Regions from separate parts of the Mus musculus genome. Here region 1 is linked to region 2. The links are chromatin contacts, called in public HiChIP or PLAC-seq maps. All regions are on one chromosome and are shown on one strand. The core of a region is the stretch at or near the end of the contact, and the rest is flanking DNA. Distances in the headings are between cores, read along the strand shown. Region 1 overlaps Gm51545 (a long non-coding RNA gene). Region 2 holds the start of Cdh3 (cadherin 3).

Evidence for each region. HiChIP or PLAC-seq counts read pairs in DNA pulled down with a chosen protein or histone mark.
Region 1: an H3K27ac HiChIP or PLAC-seq map of embryonic stem cells shows a contact between it and region 2, with 10 read pairs. The contact joins the enhancer-like site here to the promoter of Cdh3 in region 2. A contact is called at or near these places in 8 of 39 promoter capture datasets (3T3-L1-derived adipocytes, the C10 cell line, the SN4741 cell line and 5 more), 2 of 15 datasets of contacts at CTCF or cohesin (the NIH/3T3 cell line and embryonic stem cells), 17 of 484 Hi-C or Micro-C datasets (the 63-12 cell line, the CH12 cell line, beige adipocytes and 12 more), 19 of 115 datasets of contacts at active chromatin or transcription factors (the NIH/3T3 cell line, cardiomyocytes, craniofacial prominence and 6 more) and 5 of 9 other capture datasets (adipose tissue, embryonic stem cells, liver and 2 more).

Annotation. Positions count from the first base shown.
Region 1 is chr8:106,449,532-106,452,872 of GRCm38.p6, reverse strand. All of the region lies in intron 1 of Gm51545 (a long non-coding RNA gene), which reads left to right. Among named protein-coding and RNA genes, the nearest start is that of Gm51545, 17 kb to the left of the region's middle. Within about 2 kb of position 1,317, at least 22 of the 459 cell types and tissues checked have an H3K27ac peak or open chromatin away from gene starts, as enhancers often do. A contact at or near this core is called in embryonic stem cells and trophoblast stem cells, where this site is marked.
Region 2 is chr8:106,509,407-106,512,929 of GRCm38.p6, reverse strand. It overlaps Cdh3 (cadherin 3), which reads right to left and starts at 2,078. Exons shown (of 16, transcript NM_001037809.5): 1 at 1,924-2,078; 2 at 1,589-1,706. The coding sequence starts at 1,971.

The DNA.
Region 1 (3,341 bases), core at 68-2,567, 59 kb after region 2:
AGGTCAAGGCCAGCCTGGTTAGGACAACCAGGGCTGCATAGTGAGATCATGTCTGAAACAAAACAAAAACAATTCAGGGTCATTAAAAGTATTGCATAAGATTTGCCTCCGAACCATATAATAGAAGGCATGTATGAAATAAATCGCATTTGGATTTAGACTTCAATCCCATCCCCAAGTCCATAATCATGTACCTATAAATTTTACAAATTTGGAAATAAAATAAAATAAAATAAATTCAAAACAATTCCGGTCAAAGCATTTTGAATAAAGGATATTCAGGGGTTCCTACTTCATAAAACTTCACAGTGATTCATTGAAAATGCTCGGTGTATAGAAAATATTAACGTTGATGTCATTGGTTTTTTTTTTTTTTTTTGGTGGTAGGAACCAGAGACAGGGCCTCTCTAACCAGGTACATGCTCCAGCCACTCCAGGTAGACATAAGATCAGAGTGATTTCTCCTCTTTTGAGGTTTTTGCAGCCCTCATGCACCAAGCCTCTTCTAGAGGCAGCCTCATCATTAGGCATCAGTGTATAACCGACCACTCCCAGAGCCTAGCAGCTTCAACAATTGCTCATGAGTCTGTGAGCCTGTCTGGTGGTTCTGTGGGTCTGAGCAGGCCCAGCTCATCTCCTGTGGGCTCATTCAGGGGTCTAGCCACAGACAGCCGCCCACATCTAGAATGGCCACACTCACAATGTGGAGCAGTTGGCTAGCTGTCAGCTGGGATGAGAATGAGTGGACCACGATGCCAGCAGTCCAGCCTGGGCTTGTTTTCCCGGCAGTGTCCATAATGACAGAACAGAGCTTGCCCCAATCTTTTCACCACTTTTCATCACTGCTGCCCCAATCTTTTCACCACAAAGCCAGGCCAGAGTCAGGGACTGGGGAAAAAGACAACACCTTTTAGGGAGGAGGAGCCAGAAGGCCAGCCCTGAGTCAGGGACTGGGGAAAAAAGACTCCACCTTTTAGGTAGGAGGAGCCACAACAAGACCAGCCCAGAGTCAGGGACTTAGGAGGAGTCATGAGGTCATGTTATAAAGGGCTGATTATGAAGGACAATAGAGGTTTCTAGTTTTTTTTGTTTTTTTATATCAAACTACGTTTACCCACATCTGGGGGGAGGGGTGTTCATTGAGAGAGAAGTACGATTTCAGCATTAGAGTCAGATCAAATGTGATTCAAACCCCAATTCTAGGACTTGTGAGGCCTCACGGAGGTTCACTGAGATCTCAGGCTCCAGTCTCCTCACAGGGCCTGGAAGGGTGGTGGCCATCTGCATTCCTGGTACTTGGGAGGTAGAGACAGGAGGGTCAGGAATTCAAGGTCATCCTCAGGCTGTCACAGGGCCCAACTGAGGTACACGGAGGGAGCAGTGCTGACTCACCGGGCACACCCAGCAAATGCTCCACACACACAGGTGGGAACAATCCTGACTCTCAGGGCTCACCTTGGGCTCCCGCCTCTGCTTCCCAAGGCTGAGAAAAAGAAGGAAACAGGCCAGCTGGGAACTGATTTCCATGGCAATTCCTGGAATGGCAATTACCAAGTAAGAACTTAATTAGAGATCTTTGGGGAAAAGGAGAGGGGGATGCCATGGGGGAGGAGGAGAGAGAAGGCTGGAGGAAGGCAATAGAGGGAGACCAGGAGAGAGGAGCTCACCCACCAGAAAGAGTCCCCCAGCCCCTAAAACTGTGTGTGTGTGCATGTATGCATCTGTGGTGTATGCACATGTGTGTGTACATCTGTGGTATATGTATATATATGGGCATCTGTGGTATATGCATGTATATGTGCATCTTTAGTGATGCTTGAGTGTGTGCATCTGTGATATATGTATATGTGTGTGCATTTGTGATATATGCATGTGTGTGCACATCTATGGTGTATATACATGTATGTGAATACCTGTGGTATATGTATATGTGTGTGCATCTGTAGTATATGCATGTATGTGTGCATCTATAATGATTATACTTGAGTGTGTGCATCTGTGGTACATGTGCATGTGTGTATGCATCTGTGGTATATGTACATGTATGTGCATCTGTGGTGTGTGTACATATGTGTGCATTTGTGGTGTATGTACATGTTTGTGCATCTGTGGTGTATGTACATGAGCATGTGGTTTGTGTGAATCTGTGGTATATATACATGTGTCTGCATTGGTGGTATAAGTACATGTGTGTGCATCTGTGGTATATGTACATGTACGTATGTTCAGATGTACTAATAATGTATACATGAAGCCAGAGCACAATATTGGATATCTTTCTTTATCAAACTCCACCATATTTATTTTAAAGGTTACCTTCTTAAAAAATTGAATATTTTCTTTATTTACACTTCAAATGTTTTCCCCTTTCCAGGTCTCCCCTTCGGAAACCCTCTATCCCATCCCCCTGCCTCTATAAGGGTGCTCCCACCCTGGCATTCCCCTACACTGGGGTATTGAATACCTCTCCTCCCACAAATGTCCAACAAGACCATCCTCTGCCACATATATGGTCAGCACCATGAGTCCCTCCATGTGTATTTTGGTGGTCCAGTCCCTGGGAGCTCTGGGAGGGGGGTGTCTGGCCTGTTGACACTGTTGCTCCCTCTATGGAGCTGCAAACCCCTTCAGCTCCTTCGTTTCATTTTATGTGTATGAGTGTTTTGCCTGAATGTATGTATGCATGCATGTATGTGTTCCACTTGGATACAGTGAGGATCAGAAGAAGGTGTTGTATGCCCTGAAACCAGAGTTAAGGATGGCTGTGAGTCACCATGCGAGTTCTGGGAACGAAAGGCAGGTCTCTTGCAAGAGCAGTCAGCCCCTACCTTGATTTTTTGAAACAAGTTCTCTCACTGTCTCTGAAGCTGGTTGGTTCAGCTAGGGTGACCTCCATGCTTCTGCAATCCCAGCATCTTCAGTGGCATCACGCTTACCCACTGAACCATTTCTCTAGCCCACTACATTCTACCTAATTTTGTATTGTCTGCTTACAAAAGTATCCGGTGTTCTTCTTATGGAATAGGATGTTTTTTTAAGACAGGATCTCTCTCATGTAGCCCAAAATGGCCTCCACCCCCTGGGTGCTCAGTAGACATTCCTGATTCTTTTATGGATTTTGAGAAAATTCATAGCATCTTCTTCAAAATGTCTCTAATTTGATATGACAATGATTAATGTTTGTATAAGCCTTTATGTGTGCCCACATCACCCATTACGTGTTTTACACTGTGGTGTCTTATAAAAGACTGGAGTGTAGACAATGCTTTTCTTACTGCACAGGTGAGGAGAGGAAATGAGCACAGAGAACATAAATAAGTTGATTCTGGGTGTGGTGGGAT
Region 2 (3,523 bases), core at 829-3,328:
CCCTGATCAGCAACCTCAAGCCAAGGAAAGTGGCGGCTAATCTGATACTTTTTGCTTCAGTAAGGAAGATAAGACACAACTCAAAGCTATACCTGCTCTCTGAATACAGCAGAGGATGTGGAGGTGGGGGTGAGGGCTGGGGTGGGGGCGTGGGGTGGGGGGAGGTGGATTTGGCAGAGATCTGGTCAGCCATAGAGCTTCCTCAGGGAGCCAGAATTGGATTTGGGGCCCTGGCCAAGTTAACATTTTTACAGGTTGGCTCAGTTGCAGTTTGTTAGCCCGCCAGTAATAAACCCATGTGCAAGAATTTAAAGTTTATGAGGCATGGCCTCTTACTGCCTAGGCTCCGGCTCCCTACAGCCAAGCCTTTAAGGAACCTAGCCTAGCCTGGGTGTTAATTGTTTTGTCAATCTGCAGAGTTATTTGAGGAAAAAAAAAATTTTTTTTTTAAAAAAGGCGTTCTACAGACACAAGGGTCTCACTTTTCTTTTGGAGAAACAAAGGAAAGTCATTCTGCTTCTCAGCGTGGACACCCCCATATTCAAGCTGTGGACGTGTGGACCTGGAGTGAGAAGCACTAGAAAATGCTAGGTGGCAGATGCTTTTTGGAAGTCAGCAGAAACTAGAGATTCCCTTCCCACGTTCTCTGGAACTTTACTTAAGGATCCGAGTTTAACAACTTGGGTTTAAACTCCCGAGAAAAATCCCACTGTCCTCTGTAGTCAAAGAGCCCGCTAACCAGCTGATAGATGCCCGAGTCTCATGACACACTGGTGGTTCTCAGTACCGAAATGACCCTCCACTTTTAAGTTTTTGAACTTGAGTGGAGAAAATCGCAACAGAAAGATCAAAATGTGCTTTGATCGCTCGCTCGCTCACTCACTGGTCGGCTTGGGACACAGACTGCCTTCCCCCCTTCCCCCGCGACTCAAGTAATTAACATCCTAGTACCAAGACGCTTGGAGTGAGGGACCTAGTGTTCCCGGTGCGTGATGCCCTCCGCCCAGGTGTGCCAGGCCATTCGCAGGCAGGCTGCAGGGGCGCAGGCCCTCCGGGAATGGCAGGGTTAAGAGTGCATTCCAGCTGCCCGGGAAGAAGGGGGGCGGGGAGGGCAGCCTGGAGAAGAGAAACAGACCGGGTCTGTCTGTCGGAGACACAAAGCACGGTTCACAAAGGGGGCCAGAGAAGGGGCGAAGGGGGCTGCTCAGGGCACGGTTCATCTCCACACCTGCGCGGGGGTTGCGGGAGGAATGTGCACTGCGCATTCCTCTACTGTGGCGGGGCGGGAGAGTTTTCCACGTCGGGGCTGGGTGAGGGGCTCAGCCGCGAGGCACCGAGAGGTCAAGATAAGCAACAACAGTAGCAGCGAGGCACAGAAGAGCTGGACGTTAGTAGGCGCACCGTTGCTCAGCCTTCTCGCGCCCAGCCCAGCCCGGGAGCCACTTTCTACGCCTCCCGAGGATGTGGGGTGGCTCCAAGACGTCCCAGCTCTGCTCTAGACAACCTTCCGATGCGCCACAGTAAAGCGAAGCACGTGTGGTCTTCCGCACTGTGGCTCCATCCAGGCTGGCTCCGGGAGGGGTCTTACCTTTCCCCAGAACTTGGCTCGGCTCCAGGTCAGTTCCTTCCACCTCCAAGGTCACTCCAGCCTCCCCGATGAAGCCCGCTCGGTAGGGCTCGGAGACCACGCTGCGTAGCCAGCAAACCTGAGTGTGAGGGTAGAAGGGTTAAAGAGGAGGCTGAGTCACAGGCATGCCTGGTTCTGTACACCCATTCTTGGGAGTCCTGGGGGGGGGGCCCTCCGGGACAACCTTGGCCCCAAGGAGCACAGCCCTAAGATTCCCCCGACGCCCGCAGCGTGAGAACCCCACCCGCCCTCCAGGGAACAATCCGGGTCAGGACCATGGCAAAGCACTGTGGTACCTGGAGCAGGAGGAGCAGGAAGGCGTGAGGCCCACTAAGAAGCTCCATAACTGAAGGGAGGTGAGAAGGCTGCCGCGACGGTGGGGCGCGCTCTGCTAAGCTCCGGGTGCAGCTTTGAGCACCGCGGCTCGCTGGAGCCCGCGGGAGGAGGCCAGGTGCGCTCAGGTAGCTGCTGATTGGTCCAACGTCACAAGGTCCCGCCCCCTCGCAGGTGGGGTCGAGGCCAGCCTGCCGAAGGCACTCTCGAAGCCCTAAAGGTCCTCCCTGGTGCCCTCCACCGGCCTCCCTGCTCTTCTGGAACTACTTCTGAAAGGTACCCCGTGGCTCTCGCAGTCTCTGGCTTCGATGGAAAATAATCTAACAAAACAAAACCCCCCAATCCACTCCACCTCAGCCTCTGCAGCACGGGAAGACAAATATTCCATTGCTGGCAGCTACAACGGAAAAAAAGTGGAGACGCATCTGAAACCCGACAAAAAAACAGAGGCTCCCCATTCATGCTACCGGAGGCGCTGTGTTCAAAGCTTTGATGAAGGCAGGGCGTGTCTTTACACCCGCTACAGAGGGGTCTGCCCTCTGCCACTTTCTCTACCTCCCACACTAGGCCGGGGAGGGGCAGGGGCGGGGGCGGGGGAGCGCTCCCGGGTTTTAAAAGTGGCATCGAGGTCTCAAAGGACCGCGCTACGCGATCTGATACACGTGTGAGAGAATAGTAACTTCCGTTTGCAGCTGGACAAATGGAAGGCAGCTAGTACAGAAAGTCCCAGAGTTTGGAAGCCATAGTAACTTCAAAGGGCTTGAGGTAGGGCACAAGCTATTTGTTATCAGCCCCATTATTTCTGGCACCCCCAATATAAATGTTTTCTTTCTCCAAATATAATTGTTTCCTTAATTTTATGTTAAATGCAAACAATGGAGATTTTTGCGTTATTTATTATTGTCATGTATGAATGGCCCATCGCACACATGTGAAGGTCAGAGGACGACTTTGTGGAGTTGGTTCTCGCCTTCCTCCTTTAAATGGATTCTGGGATTGAACTCAGGTCGTTAGGATTGTGCATTACCTGCTGGGCCCAAACTTTTTTTTTTAACACTTATTTATGTATTTATTTATTTTATGTGAGTACACTGTCGCTGTCTTCAGACACACCAGAAGAGGGCATCAGATCCCATTACAGATGGTTGTGAGCCACCATGTGGTTGCTGGGAATTGAACTCAGGACCTCTGCAAGAGCAGCCAGTGTTCTTAACCTCTGAGCCATTTCTCCAGTGTGCTTTACCTGCTAAACCATCTCCTTTGTCCGTTTTTTGTGTTTGCTTGTTTGTGTGGTTTTTTTTTTTTTTTCTTTTGTTTTGAGGCAGACTCTCACATTGTAGTCTCAGGCTGGCCTTGAATTCATTCAAACCTTCTGTCTCTGGCTCCTAACTGCTGGAATAAAAGACAATGACCCACAATGACCAGCTTAACAATGATGACTTTTTAAAAAAAGTGTAATGTGTCTCAGGCTGGCCTGAAACTATGCACCTGGGATGGCCTTGAACTTCCGATTCTCCTGCCTCTACCTTCCTAGTACTAAGACCTTGTACCTAGTACTAAGAC